2 separate regions of the Hordeum vulgare genome follow, and region 2 is linked to region 1. The links are chromatin contacts, called in public Hi-C maps. All regions are on one chromosome and are shown on one strand. Each heading gives the region's core, a stretch centred on a gene start, on an enhancer-like site or on the middle of the called end of the contact. The rest is flanking DNA. Distances are from core to core; before and after follow the strand shown. Region 1 has its middle 52 kb from the start of LOC123447785. Region 2 has its middle 9.4 kb from the start of LOC123451143.

Region 1 (3,693 bases), core at 255-2,754:
AATAAGTTGTATGTATTTTTTTTGTTCACGTGTTATTAATATAAATACTATATTCCACACAGTCAAGTATAATTATAATATATTACAACTAATTTCTACAGCAACCCACGAGGTATCATCTATTAGCTTACTCCGTTCCAAAAAAAAAATCTTAGGTTTGTTTAAAAATAAATGTATCTAAATATTAAAATTTGACTAGATACATTCATATATAAATAAATCTAAGACAATAATTATGAGACGGAGGGAGTAGTAAATTATGGATCTTAGCTCAACTGATCTTTCTTCTGAAAGCTGATGTGTTGCAACCGCTATTCAAACGACAATCAAAGGTTGGTAAAACGCTACTAGTCAAAGTCAAACACAAGAGGAGGGATCGATGCAAAGCAGATTGTTTAGAGAAAAGCGCTCTGCTTATTCTACTTAATTATGTTCATTTTTAAACAGAGGCATGCAAAGTTTGTCATCCACATTCATATTCGGATAGACACATCCAATGATCCTAACCAAACTGGACCCAGCAACAAACTATCTTATCTACCCACGACTGAACAAGATCATCTACCCAATCTCCGGTTTTCCTTTGGTGCTTGCCGTCTTGTCTTGTTTACCAGACACATGTGCAACCAGGTTGGCAACAGGGAAAGAGAACTTCCATTCCATACCACGCTGTGCCCCCATCAGATCAAAAATCTCCCACCACTGAAGAAAAATCCATGCAGCACCTCGACCCTAGATGTCTCCATCCTTACCTTCCAGGCCACTTGGAGGCCGCAATCTTTTCTCTTGAGAAAAGGTCCTCCGATATATATCAATAGTAGGAAACAACAGTACAAGGGTCCTCAAAAGTAACAAAAGTTATAACTTGATCCATGGATCATACGGATACGGTAGTTGAAGAGAGCCAAAGACACGTCATTGTCATGGTCTCTCTTTCATTCTAGTCGGACAAACTTTCTTACAGTAAACAGTCAGAATTAATTTTACATGCAGAAAAGAAAGGATCAGTGTATCAAAACAGCAACCTAGCTGACGATGATGAACGTAGATTAGAAGGGCCTACTTCCTCTGTAAATAAATATAAAAGTGTTTACATCATTATTTTAGTTATCTAAATATTTTTATATTTCTCTGTGGAGGGAGTACTTTCAAACACAGCAACGAACACGACGGCCGGCCATGGATAGAACATCTCACGGGTATTTTGTGCCATCTTTTTTCGTAGCTTGTCAAAAGATATATATTTTTTGTGACCATTCGTCAATAGATATAGGACATGATAATTCCAAAAGGCCGAAAAACCCTGCATTGCACGAGCACACAGCTTGCAGATAGGCTCGACACGCAGGCACACGCTTGTCCGTCGGAAATCTCCTCGATCACACTCGACAAAAGTGCCAGTGATGTCAAGCAAAACCTGTGTCCCCCGGCGGTGTGGACAGGAGGTACATTCGTGTGGCTGCTCCGAACGCTACGTCCATAGGAAAAAGCACACACGCACACGCCAGATTTCAGAGCGCGTCGAGGCTAGCCAGGTCGTTTTCCGCGGTATCTGTCTCTCACAGCTGACAGCGCGGGGGTGGCTCGAGAAAAAAGACGGCAGGAGCCATCCATGGACCGCAGCATGTTGGCGAGATCCAGGGCAACGTGCCTTTCATTGGAAAAATACAGTTTTGATGTCACTGTTGCCCAACGCCTCCGTTGCCAGACAAACGGTCAAATAAAAGACGGGAGACACCTACATGTCCTCATCCCTAGATTAATTCCAGTCCACGTCGATAAGTGATGAAAATATTGGCACCTTTAATTTGCCGGGAGAGAATACTGGGGCTGTTCACACCAAGCGCTGGCGCACTGTTACACCGGGAAAATCACACACGAATTCATTCGTTGCTTTTTTTGCGACAGCCTACTGAATGCTTGGTGGCCATCTGAAAGAAATGTCGGTTTTTACACCCGGTTCCCCAAGCAGGGTTACATATCGTACTGACTGGCAGCGAGCTGTTGGACGACTTGTTTGTCCTCAAGATATGCAGTTTTAAGCTTTTCGTTGGTGTGGATTTGCATCTTGAAAAGGCTAAGCTCTTGACTAATTTTTTGAAAGATAAAAAGATTGGCTTTATGAATAATGATGCCAATCTTCTTCTCTCCAATGTGATATATGATAAGTGCAACGAGCTAGAAAGGAGGAAATATTGGAAAGGGCGAGCCATCTTCTAGCGCGTAAGACAAGACTTTTCTGAATTTGACAAGATTCTTCTCTCGGGAGTAAATTGAAAAAAAATATCGTATTTGCAGCTAGGGTTGCAGTTTACCTTGGGGTTGTTTGGTTTCAAACTACATAGATCAAGCATTGTTCTCCGATAGGACAGGTCTACTTGTTCGGGAAAAGCACGCGCGGGCCTCATGGCCGGTAGCCCATGGTGGTTAACCCTAGCGGGAAAATGCTTTCCTTGCACTTCTCCTTTGTCCAGCTCTTTCTCTCCCCTATCTCGCTGCCGCCAATGCATTTTCATTGTGGTTCTGTTTGATGGAGGTGGGATTCGTCTCAAAACGCGAGCTCGTTTCAGAGCGATGTAAGCACTTCCTCTCTGATTCTAGGGGTATGATTCTAACTGATTTGGGAATTCCGAATTTGAGCTACTTCCCCTCTGATTTGATGTCGTATTTTGTATTTGTTAGAGCACGAACACCATGTATGACTCGGATTTCTGCAGACTAGTTGATGGAGGAGTGTCTCTCCATTGCCATCACCGAGCCATAGCCGCTAAATTTGAATCCTTTGAAGGAATGCACACATGCATGAGGTTTTTGAGATGTGTGTGACAATTTAGTGATGTGTATGTAGTTGATTTGTTTGTGCTTAGAAAGAAAGCAACTTTATTACTTATTTGGCTAATAATTATTCTTGAGTCATAATATGTATTTTGTTAATTAGTAATTCAGCAAGGCAATAAAGTATAACTAGTAGGAAATTATGTAATCAATTGTACAATTAGTGTATTTGTTGATTAGTGATTTCCAGTCACGCAATGTTGATTTATGTATTTGTTCTTCTTTGTGAAATTTGTTGTTCAGAACTTGGCCGAGGATCTATCACCATTTAGTACTGATAATAGGGACATCAAAGGTTTGGAATATATGCATCTAATAACAATACCTCGTTCCGAACATCACAAAGGGATTCTGAAAGCAAAAGTTTCTGACGTAACTAAGTTCAGTTGCATTTATTCATTCATAGTTTTTACAAAATACATGAACTTACACCCCAAACTATAGTTCATTCATGAACTTGCACTAGAGATCATAGATTTATAGTTTATAAAAACGATTTAAATAAATCGCTGCTTAGATCAGTATGACTAAAACCACCGGTTTGCAAAGTATACATCTAACATCACCACATGTTTGATTCATGGTTCCTAGACCAACTTTATATTTCATAGGCCGGTACTTAACATAGCATCACATCTAACATCTCATCCAGGATTTCCTTGATCTTCATAAGCTTGTCCTTGTTCCCATGCCTAGGTTTGAGCAGGTCACCAATGATATATTCAAACTTGTCCTTCTCCTCAGTGAGATCATTTCTCTCCTACCCGATCTCACCCCTCTCCTTCTTTGGATTCCTGGTGATATTTGCTTGAGAGAACTGAATGGTCATTAACTCCTTGTAGTCAATATTTAGTTGCT
Region 2 (3,530 bases), core at 208-2,707, 190 kb before region 1:
GCCCAACATTGCTTCTTCATAATTTGCACGCTCATTGTTGTCTAACAACATGATAGATAAGACAGGATTCCCGTACCACTCACGAGCAGTATGTGATCTTGTCGACCTGCGAGGTCCTATAGTAACTTGATCCGAAGCTTCATGATCATCGTCATTAGCTTCCTCCTCAACCGGTGTTGCCTCGACAGAGATTTCCCTCTACCCTGCGCCACCATCTTGAGGGAGCAGAGTTTCAAAACCTCATCAAGTTCTATCTTCCTCCCACTTAATTCTTACGAGAGAAACTCTTTCTCAAGAAAAGCTCCGTTCTTAGCAACAAACACTTTACCCTCAGATCTGAGATAGAAGGTGTACCCAACTGTCTCTTTTGGGTAACCTATGCGAACACACTTTTCCGCTTTGGGTTCCAGCTTTTCAGGTTGGAGCTTTTTGACATAAGCATCGCATCCCCAAACTTTAAGAAACGACAAATTTGGCTTCTTGCCATACCATAATTCATATGGTGTCGTCTCAACGGATTTTGATGGTGCCCTATTTAAAATGAATGTAGCTGTCTCTAATGCATAACCCCAAAAGATAATTACAAATCGATAAGAGACATCATAAATCGCACCATATCTAACAAAATACGATTACGACGTTCGCCACACCATTACGCTATGTTTTTTTTCTGTTTTTTTTCTTTTTTCTTCCCCACTTTTTGTTTAATTTCCTTTTTCCTTTTCAATTTCTTTTCTTCCTTTTGTGTCTTTTTTCTTTTGTTTTTTGTTATGTTTTTTGTGTTTTCACTCTAATTTTTTTGTAAGTGTCAAAATTATTATTTTAGTAACTGATAAACATTTCTTGTATAAACGTTCAACATTTTTGTTCTTATTCAACATTTTTCAAATACTCATTCAATAGTTTTTATTACTTATTCAACATTTTTGAAATACTTCATCAAAATTTTAGTACCTATTCAATATTTTTCAAATACTTGTTCAAAAAATATTCAAATATTCGTTTAATAATTTTATAATATTTACACAACATTTTAAAATACTTTTTCAATATTTTGAATATTTATCAACATTTTAAATGCTTGTTGATCATTTTTTAAATACTCATCCAACAATTTTTAATACTAATTCAACATCTGGGCAAATACTTGTTCAATATTTTAATACTTATTAGAAAAATTCAAATACCTCTTCAACATTTTTTGAATACTTGTTCAATTTTTTTAATACTTATTCAATATTTTGGCGAAATACTTTTCAACATTTTTTAAATGAGTTTTCAAGAGGCTTTTTTGTATACACGTATGTGGAATATTTCAAAGTATAAAGAAAAGTACAAAATAAAGCAAAAAACAAGAACAGGAAAAATAAAAATAAAAAGGCCACGACCTCCTGTGCTGATGGGCCGGTCTATCTGGGTTCCCCCCTCGCGAGTCACGCAACTGTGATCGCTTAAAGCGAGAGATAGGGGCGCCTCTCGCCCTTCGCACAGTGACGATGGAGCAGGCTGGCCAACTCAGCTCTGCTAGTGTAGCTACTTCATTTTAGTACCTCACTAGCCCAATTTTTTCCTCTATTTATATTTCTAACGACACTGAAAAACCATTCTTTTAGTATTGTGAACCTTTTTGAAGATATGAAACATTTTTTTAAATGTGAACAATCTTTAAATCTTTTGAACTTTGTAAGAGTCTGTGAACATTTTAAAATTTCTAATTATTTATAATAAAGGAAAATACGAAAAACAGAAAAAGTGAAAAATTGGACCTGAACCTTCTAGAATGTTCAAAACCCCAGAATAAACCAGACTGAAACCTTCCAAAAGGTTCCCAAATCTGATATCCCAATGCCGGGTTAGCTAGGGTCGTCTCTATCACGTTTGCTAAGTGACCCCCTTTGCGATTTGCGGGCATTTTGTCGGGTGAGAGGCAAATATAGAATTGCCACAAAATTTTGACATAAAGCAAGTCACAAGATCCTTGCAGAAACAGCAAACTATTCAAAAATGGTCAGCCCATATCGCGGGTGATTGCGCCTTGTGCTTCCTCATTAAGGGCCATTTCTTCTTGGATTGATCCAGTCTCGCTTTTATTTGAATACAATATGGCCACAGCTGCTCACGTACACACAAATACATTCATTCTATGAAGACACACACGCATATCCTATAGGTTTGTACTATCTTCATTACTCGTTCATGCACGCACATAGCCCCAGGTGAACTGATTTTTTACTCTCCTTTTCTTTCCTTCCATTTTTTAATTGCTCCACTTTATTCTCCTGTTTATATTGACTTTTCTTTCATTTTCCAATTTTATCTCCTTTAAAAAATGTAAACAACCTTTTCCCAAATTCATGAACGTTTTTATTAATAAAATATTGTTTTTGTAAAGGAATATTTTTTAAATACACTGTGAACAAGTTCTGAATAACATTTTCTTAATTCTTTTAGGGAAATATAAAAAGTTGGATCAGTGAGACAATTTTTGGTAGCGATTTGTAAAAGGAGCACAGTTGTTTATTAAAGAGACACACAAAGACCGTCCGATTTGCTCATCCTCGCTAAGCGCAATCCATATTTGGTGCTATAAGCTTATAGCGCTACTAAGAGCGCTATTAGTCCACACCGCTCACCTCCTCAATGTAAGTTGGTGGTAACAAGCGGCCCATCTACAGGGGTCGACGTTTGATTTTGCTTAGTTGATTTTCTTAAGCTTCTAGAAGCTTTTGTCCGGTTTTCATAAGCTTCTAGAAGCTCCTAGTCTAGGTTTTTTCCTGATTTTGTCAGGGGTTTTCTTCTTTTTTACTATTTTTCCTTTTTCCTTTTTATTTTATTTTCATGAACTTGTTTTCAATTGGCCCAACTTGTTTTCAAATTCGTAAACCTTTTTTTTTCTATATCTTGATTTTTTTCAGATTTATGAGTTTTTGAAATCGGTTCACATTTTTATTTTCTTGAAGTTTCAAGTTCAAGGAATTTTTCAAATTCAACATTTTTTCATATTTGCGGTTTTTTAATATTTTTTGAACTTTTTTCAAATTCATGAAACTTTTAAAATTCTATGAACACGTTTTAGTGTGTCAAAATTTTCCGAAATCTGTAAAAAAATCAGATTCATGAGCTTTGTTTCAAATTATTAAACTTTTTTCAAATTCAGAGGTATTTTTCAAATGAATGAACTTTAAAACAAATTGTGATCCTTTTTCGCATTCACAAACTTTTTCAAACTCGCACCCTTTTCCAAATGCCTGAACTTTTTTCAAATTCATGAATATTTATAAAATTTTAAACATTTTATTTATCGTGTGAAGTTTCTTAGAAATATATATTTTTTATTTTTGAGAATTTGAACAATCAAAAACCTTGTCAACGGTCAATTGCCAAAGTTTATGGTCATGGTCAGCCAACAACCAACAACCTTTTCCCAAAAAAATACAACAGCCACTAACCTAGATTGAGCAACGAGAGAGGGAATCCCTATTGGGCCACGAAGCATTATGGCGATAACACGGGCACTGGTTGGTAGTGGC

Evidence for each region. Hi-C and Micro-C count contacts between places; a contact is called where the count stands out from the background.
Region 2: a Hi-C map of seedling shows a contact between it and region 1, with 3 times the contacts expected there. The contact joins two enhancer-like sites. A contact is called at or near these places in 2 of 6 Hi-C or Micro-C datasets (leaf and seedling).

What each region holds. Positions count from the first base shown.
Region 1 is chr4H:41,527,227-41,530,919 of MorexV3_pseudomolecules_assembly, reverse strand. No RefSeq gene overlaps it. Among protein-coding and RNA genes, the nearest start is that of LOC123447785, 52 kb to the right of the region's middle. Within about 2 kb of position 1,504, at least 3 of the 3 cell types and tissues checked have open chromatin away from gene starts, as enhancers often do. A contact at or near this core is called in leaf and seedling, where this site is marked.
Region 2 is chr4H:41,717,243-41,720,772 of MorexV3_pseudomolecules_assembly, reverse strand. No RefSeq gene overlaps it. Among protein-coding and RNA genes, the nearest start is that of LOC123451143, 9.4 kb to the left of the region's middle. Within about 2 kb of position 1,457, at least 3 of the 3 cell types and tissues checked have open chromatin away from gene starts, as enhancers often do. A contact at or near this core is called in leaf and seedling, where this site is marked.